Regions from separate parts of the Mus musculus genome. Here region 2 is linked to region 1. Evidence: chromatin contacts called from public HiChIP or PLAC-seq data. All regions are on one chromosome and are shown on one strand. Each heading gives the region's core, a stretch centred on a gene start, on an enhancer-like site or on the middle of the called end of the contact. The rest is flanking DNA. Distances are from core to core; before and after follow the strand shown.

Region 1 (3,182 bases), core at 327-2,826:
CAGCCCTCATTGTCACCTAGTAATTTTAAATTGATCAGCTTGGCAGACTTGGGACTCTAGCCTGTACAGCCTGTCTTTATACTCTTTGGGGATGGGGGTCAGGACGACAGTTTATACTCAAAATCAGAAAACAGAGATCATATGACTTAGGACACAATTCCTTGTCTTCCCGTACATGTCACGCAGCTGCTCTCTCTCTCTCTCTCCCTTGAATAAAAATGGAAGTGAACTAGACCCAAACCCAACAACTGAATCTTGGGACAATGAAGCCCACAGGAAGCCACTCGCTCCTCCCGTGGGTTTACTACCGAGCTGGAGGCTACGTGGTGTGCTGTCGCCCGGCAGCCTGCGTGACAGCACGTCTTCCACGCCCTCCCAACGCCATCTGAAGGCTAGTCGTCCGTCACCCCCTCCTCACCGCCGCCACCCTCCTCACACCCCGAAACCAACCCTACAAAAGGGATGGGCGCCCTGGAAAACTCCCTTGCCCAGCGGCAGCGCAGCCATTCCTTAGACGCTCCGCCCGCAGCGTTCCCAGGCAGCTCAGGCGGCGGCTACACAAAGCGGGAGTGAACAGAAGAGGACCGGGCGCACTGAAGGGAAGCCGGCCCTGTGCAGCCGGCCGCAGCCCATGGGGGAGGGGAGGGAGGGGACGGGAGGGCGGCGGCCGCGCGGGGCGTCCCGGTGGCGCCCCTCGCCCTCCAGGCCCGCACTCCATCCCGCCGCGGGCCGCGCCCAGGCCCCGGCCCCGGCCGCCGGAGCTATGGATGTGCAGAATCCCGGGCCATGCCGACCCCGAGCGCATCACTTACCCCTCACCGCAGAGAGGGACCGGACCGGGAGGCGGGGCGCGGCGCGTCCCGTCTGTCTCTGCCACGCTGTCCTCCCCCCACCCCCTCGCCGTTGTCGTCGTCGTCGTCGCCGCCGCCGTGGAGCTGGGGGCCCCTCGGTTCCGCTGGGCAATAACGTTATTCCACACACGCCCCACACATAGCGGGAACGGCAGCGAACGGCAGCTCAGTGCGCAGGCGCCTCGCAAAGGGCAGCGAGCCAGGTCCTCTCCCTCCTCCAGCCAGGGCCCAGCGATGCCTCACTGCGCAGGCGCCAGACCCAGACAATGAAAGGGGGCTTTGCAGAGGGTCTCACCCACACGCTCTCGCAGCTGCCCACTGCGCAGGCGTGCCCTCAAGACAGTCTTGAACAATAAAGAGCCGCTTGGCTGGAGTGGGACCGCAACCAACCAGGACTACGATTCCCAGCGGGCAGCGCGCCAACTCCACGCGGAGGGCGGGGCTCTGAGCAGGCTAGGAGTTGCAGTGTCCGTCACTTTCACAGTTTGGCTGTTTGGAAGATTTACACTTCATTTTCTAGAGAAAAACAGTTTTGACAGAACTCCTAACTAAAACCGAGTTTGCAGTGAATGCTTGCGAGGGCTCAGGGATCAACTCCACACCGGCCCGTTTTGAAGAGTCTTAAGTCCTTCACCGGGCCGGTTCTGTCAGCGAGTCTATCCAGCTGGCTGAGGATGGCAGGACAGCGGGACTAATCCAAGCGATGCAAAAGGGAAAGGGCGCGGCGCGCCAACCCGTCTCTTGGCAACAGCCTCAGGCCGCTAAACTGTCGGAGTGGCGCTCCGAGCGCATAGCCCTCTGGGAAGCGTAGTATAGCTGGAAGGCTCATAGGACTCTCGAGGCTGCAGGCTTTAAGCCTGAGAACTACAATTCCCGACGTTCACCATGAGGGCCAGGGGGTAGGAAGAGCCCCTAGGAGCTCGGTCCGGGGTTCCTGGTTCCCTAGTGACAGCAGCGACAGGAAGCAGGCAGGCATCCCCTCATCCCCAGCGCTAGGCCTGTCCTCGGAGGGGTGCACTGGATACTTTCCCGCATAACTCCCATCTCTGACCCCATGGCGAAGTCCCCAGGGAACTCTACCCTGGAGGACAGTCTGGGGCAATACCAACGGAGTCTCCGGGGTGAGTTGCTCCGAATCTCAGTGCCTAGTAGCTCTTAGGTACCACGGGCAATAGTGGGTTGTTTTTTGTTTTTTTGTTTTTGTTTTGTTTTGTTTTTTCCAGAGACTTTCCTTGAGCACTAGCCAGGCTGTGGAGGAAGACGACCGATGTTGCTCTGACCTTATGGATGAAATCTTTTAGTTTTGTTTTTAGGATTAAGCAGCATTATCCTTATCCTTGTGGTTGGTTACCTGACCCAACAAGGAACCTACATCTTGATTTAAGTGTCTTATCAACCAGTGCCAGCACAAACTCATGGGCAGCTCCATGCCACTTTTACCCTGTTGCCATACTGTTGCTGTTTAATTCAATAAATTCCTTATTTATATTTCTTACACATGCAAATTCTGGTGTAGTATAGCAAATCTGACGTATAAGTCCAGAAAGAAAACACTAATAGTTATTTGAAATAATACAATATCTACTGATCTACATTATTTTCATATAGCAAAGTATTTAAAACTTTATCTCACTAATGACTCCATTTTACTGGTCAGGAAACCAAAGCCAAAACTCACACAGCTGGTTGGTAGCGGCAAAGGCATGTACAGAATTCAGGCCTATCCACCTTCAAAGCCTATGCCTTTCTTATTAATCAAGTAATAATTACTATAATCGAAGCCTAGCTTAGTTAATTCAAGTTTTCTGAGCAAAGAACCAGAAGAATAATTATCTGGCAAAGTGCTCTCCATACTCATAGCTAGCTAGCTCTGTTCTTTTGACCACATGTGAAATCTCCGGAAACTTGAGACTTTGTTATAGTGAATTCGTGGTGTCAACTACAACATGATTATTATGGAGAACAAGTTAACCAAAAGAATAATGAACATAAGACTGATTTATTTTCAGAAGTTAAGAAATCTGTAGCAAGAAATGTGTGCTAGGGGCTGGGAATGTGGCTTAGTATTAGAATGCTTGTCTGGTGTGTGGAAAAGAAGGAAGGAGAGATGGGCAAGTTAATGTGGGACTTAGAAAGATTTCACTAAAGACTTTATTCCACGGGTTATGATGTACTTTTTCCTATTCTGCATTTTCATAACCCCATATGCTATGGCCAACAGATAAAATATTTGAATCATTTATAACCTGAATTATTCAGCAAATGATAACTCAATGCCTGATTTGGATTAGCCATATTAGGTGATGAATCGGCCACAAGTCTCTATGGTGT
Region 2 (3,182 bases), core at 252-2,751, 650 kb after region 1:
CAGTGAGCAGGTGAAAGAGCACGCTGTAGTCAGGGATAGGCGTGTGTGTGTGTGTGTGTGTGTGTGTGTGTGTGTGTGTGTGTGTGTGTGTGCAAGGAACCTGGAGACCCAGACACATTGAGGCCTCATTCAGCCTAAAAAGCTTGTTTGGAGCACCGTGAAGAGGGTGTTTAATTATCTCAGAACCTGAGAACAAATGTCCACAAACTTGGTGACTAAAACACATTGTCTTATAGTGCTAGAGTGCAAAATAAATACAGAAAGAAAGAAAGAAAGAAGGAAGGAAGGAGAGAGAGAGAGAGAGAGAGAGAGAGAGAGAGAGAGAGAGAGAGAGATTGATTGTTGGTACAGCCATGCTCCCTGCAGAAGCTCCATTGAGGAAACTTCCTGACTCTTCACTTCCAGTTTCCGATGTTCCTGTGGCTGCAGTTTAACCTTCATTGTTCCTAACCAATGCTGTCTCTCCTTTTGCTTCTTCTGAGGACAACTGACCATTGGACTCAAGGCTGTGACAGTATCCTAGAGTTTGTTGTATCTGCAAAGACCCCTTTTCTAAGTAAGGAAGCACTCACAGGGTCTGGGTGCTAATGAAGATCTATCTTTTAGTAAGTCACCGTCTAACCCCTGACAGAGGGCTGAAGACTGAGTGTGTTCTGGGTGCTGGATGAGGTCAGCTCTTATAGGGTCTCTGGAGCAAGGGGAGTCGTTTCCATGTACATTCCAGAAGAAGTCCTCGTTCTCTTGTGGAAGCAGATAGGTAGCAATGGCACATCTACAGTGCTGGAGATCAATGCTGGGACAGAAGGTAGGGGACTGGCTAAGTTCTCACCAGAGCAAGGGGTGCACAGAAGTGTTTGGATTATAGATCCAGTCAGTCAATGTACTTGGAGTAGTGGGGCAGTCGGGTGGCTGGCAGGGTGGAAGCACTAGAATCATACACCATTCTGACCTGAGTCTCCATACTGTCCTTCCCCAGGAGACAGCCCAGGGAGGTGGGAAGAATATTGGCAGAATCTGGGTTCAAATCCCAGACCTTCCTTCCATTTCCCAGATTCTTGTTGTTCATGATGTTTCCCAGTGCCTGAGCTGTGGTTTTCTGTTCTAAAGTAGATCTAGCAATACAGACTTCACAGATCTCTTGAAAGAATTAAAGATAATATGAGCAGGGTGTGTATGGGTCTAGGGTTTGGCACCTCGTGAGTATCCAGATGTGCCAGCTCTTCCTCTTGCTTGGCCTCACCCCTTTCCGGCTGGTACTTCCCCTGGGCTCAGCTGTGCCTGTCAGCTTTTACTTCTCTTTGCCACTCCACCTGCGGCTTCTGTCCCCAGGGATCTGTCCTTAGAGGGACCCTCTCCACTGACCTGGAACATTCAGTCGACGTCTTTTCCTGGTGCCTGAGGACCAGCATAGCTGCTGTAAAGGCAATGAGCTATGAGGTGGGTGGGCCGAGGGCCTGAACCTCGAGTGCTTGCTTAGCTGATCTCTGTGGTGGTAGCTCTCTCTCTCTCTTACATCACTTACCCAGCAAACGTTCTGAGAAAGCTGGCATCGCCTGGCTCGAGAAAACCCAAGCTGAACTGTCCTTTCCTCTTGGTGTGTCTTGCTCACTCTGCTTTGCAGCCCACTCCCCCTTGGCAACAGATCCCTCCTCCCCCTACACTGGGTTCATGCCCCTACTGTACAGTTCTTAACGGCCTGACTTTCCCCCAGAGCCTCACAAATACCCTAACCCATAGTATGAGTGGTGACTGATGCTGAATCTAGAAGAAGCCTGGTACCAGTTTCTTTTGCCTCGATTTGATGACCCAGAAATTCAGATTTGAATGACTAAAGAGGGTCACCTTTGAAAGCCACAAATCGGGGTTTCAACTTAGTCAAATTTCAGGCTCAGATAAGGGATGAGAAGTGACTGATCTACAGTCACACAACTGGGTTGTAGTATGGATTTGAGATTTGGTTTTGGTTTTTGTTGTTGTTTTGTTTTGTTTCCTAATGTGCTTCCTGCCTCTTGGTGCTACTCAGAGTGGTAAACGAGATGGCTATGCCCCACATCGTCCATGGATCAGGGATCCACTGAGGCCACTGAGACCATCCTGTGTTTGATGGAGAAAACTACCATCAATTATTCTGACTATGCATATGCTCTGGAGTACCCAAAGCTTGTCCGTGCCTTCTAACAGAAGCTAGGCTCCCATCTAGACAAATCCTGGCCAGCAAACTCAGCCTTACTGCATCTCCTTTTTGTGTTTAGGACTCAGTTTACATTTAATTGATGTTCAACACATTGTGAGCTGGGGTGTGTGTGTGTGGGGGGGGGGTTGCTTGCTTTCTATGGCAATGTAGATTTGAGGTTCATGGGGCAGGTTCCAATCTGAGAAAGAGTCAGCCTCTTCCATGCTGGAGTCTTTCTGGTATGTGTATCACGCTCTGTGTATTTCCCACTGACTTGGTTGTTCTCGGAAGCACAAACTTAACAGAGGTCTCAGGGAGGTGGGTTTAGGAAGGTCTGGTGGTGGGGCTCAGACATCATCCATGTAGTCCCCCAATCTCCGGGAGGCCGCTCACAGGCCTAGCTTCTGAAGCAGAACCCTTCCATCCCTCCATCCCCCTTTCTTGGAATTGAGGGGGAGGTGAGAAGGGGCTTGGCTCCATGCCTGGCACACAGCGATCCTCCAGGAAGGTGCCAGCTATTACTACAGCTACTGTTGGTATTACTGTCACAGCTTCCACACCTTCCACACCACCCACAGGCTGCTTCCTGCCAGCATCCCGACCTGGAGGGAAGGGAGAGAGGTGGAAGATAGGAACCATAGAGTGTGGAGGTCAGTGCTTTCCCAGGCTTGGCCTGGAGAGACATTCTGCTGCCCTTGCCAGCCTCCCGTGCTCCCTCTGTATGGTCATTCCTAAATGCCATGGCGTTCACTGCCTGTAACACACGTGTCTGTTCTCGTTCCCATTGAGACCACTGCGACCTATTGTGAATTGGGCATTTGATAGTGACGCTCACATTCTCACATCAACCGCAGGAAGCTGGTGTCTCCCACAAACTGTGATACAGAAGAATCAAGAGTCCAAGGGTGAAGTAGTGTGCCCAAGGTCAAAACCAGTTGATGGGCTGAGCCCCGCCTATCTCCAAAGCTGGCACTGCAGCTGCCTGCTTAGAAACCCCTGCTGGCTGTCA

What was found. HiChIP or PLAC-seq counts read pairs in DNA pulled down with a chosen protein or histone mark.
Region 2: a contact with region 1 is called in an H3K27ac HiChIP or PLAC-seq map of microglia, with 4 times the contacts expected there. The contact joins the enhancer-like site here to the promoter of Sdccag8 in region 1. A contact is called at or near these places in 5 of 39 promoter capture datasets (the C10 cell line, the HPC-7 cell line and liver), 1 of 484 Hi-C or Micro-C datasets (pre-B cells), 7 of 115 datasets of contacts at active chromatin or transcription factors (astrocytes, bone marrow-derived macrophages, embryonic forebrain and 4 more) and 1 of 9 other capture datasets (adipose tissue).

Annotation. Positions count from the first base shown.
Region 1 is chr1:176,813,084-176,816,265 of GRCm38.p6, forward strand. Sdccag8 (serologically defined colon cancer antigen 8) reads left to right here and starts at 1,577. Exons shown (of 18, transcript NM_029756.3): 1 at 1,577-1,972. The coding sequence starts at 1,906. It also overlaps a transcript of Cep170 not described here.
Region 2 is chr1:177,466,005-177,469,186 of GRCm38.p6, forward strand. No RefSeq gene overlaps it. Among named protein-coding and RNA genes, the nearest start is that of Gm29856, 11 kb to the left of the region's middle. Within about 2 kb of position 1,502, at least 70 of the 459 cell types and tissues checked have an H3K27ac peak or open chromatin away from gene starts, as enhancers often do. A contact at or near this core is called in bone marrow-derived macrophages, memory CD8 T cells, microglia and 1 more, where this site is marked.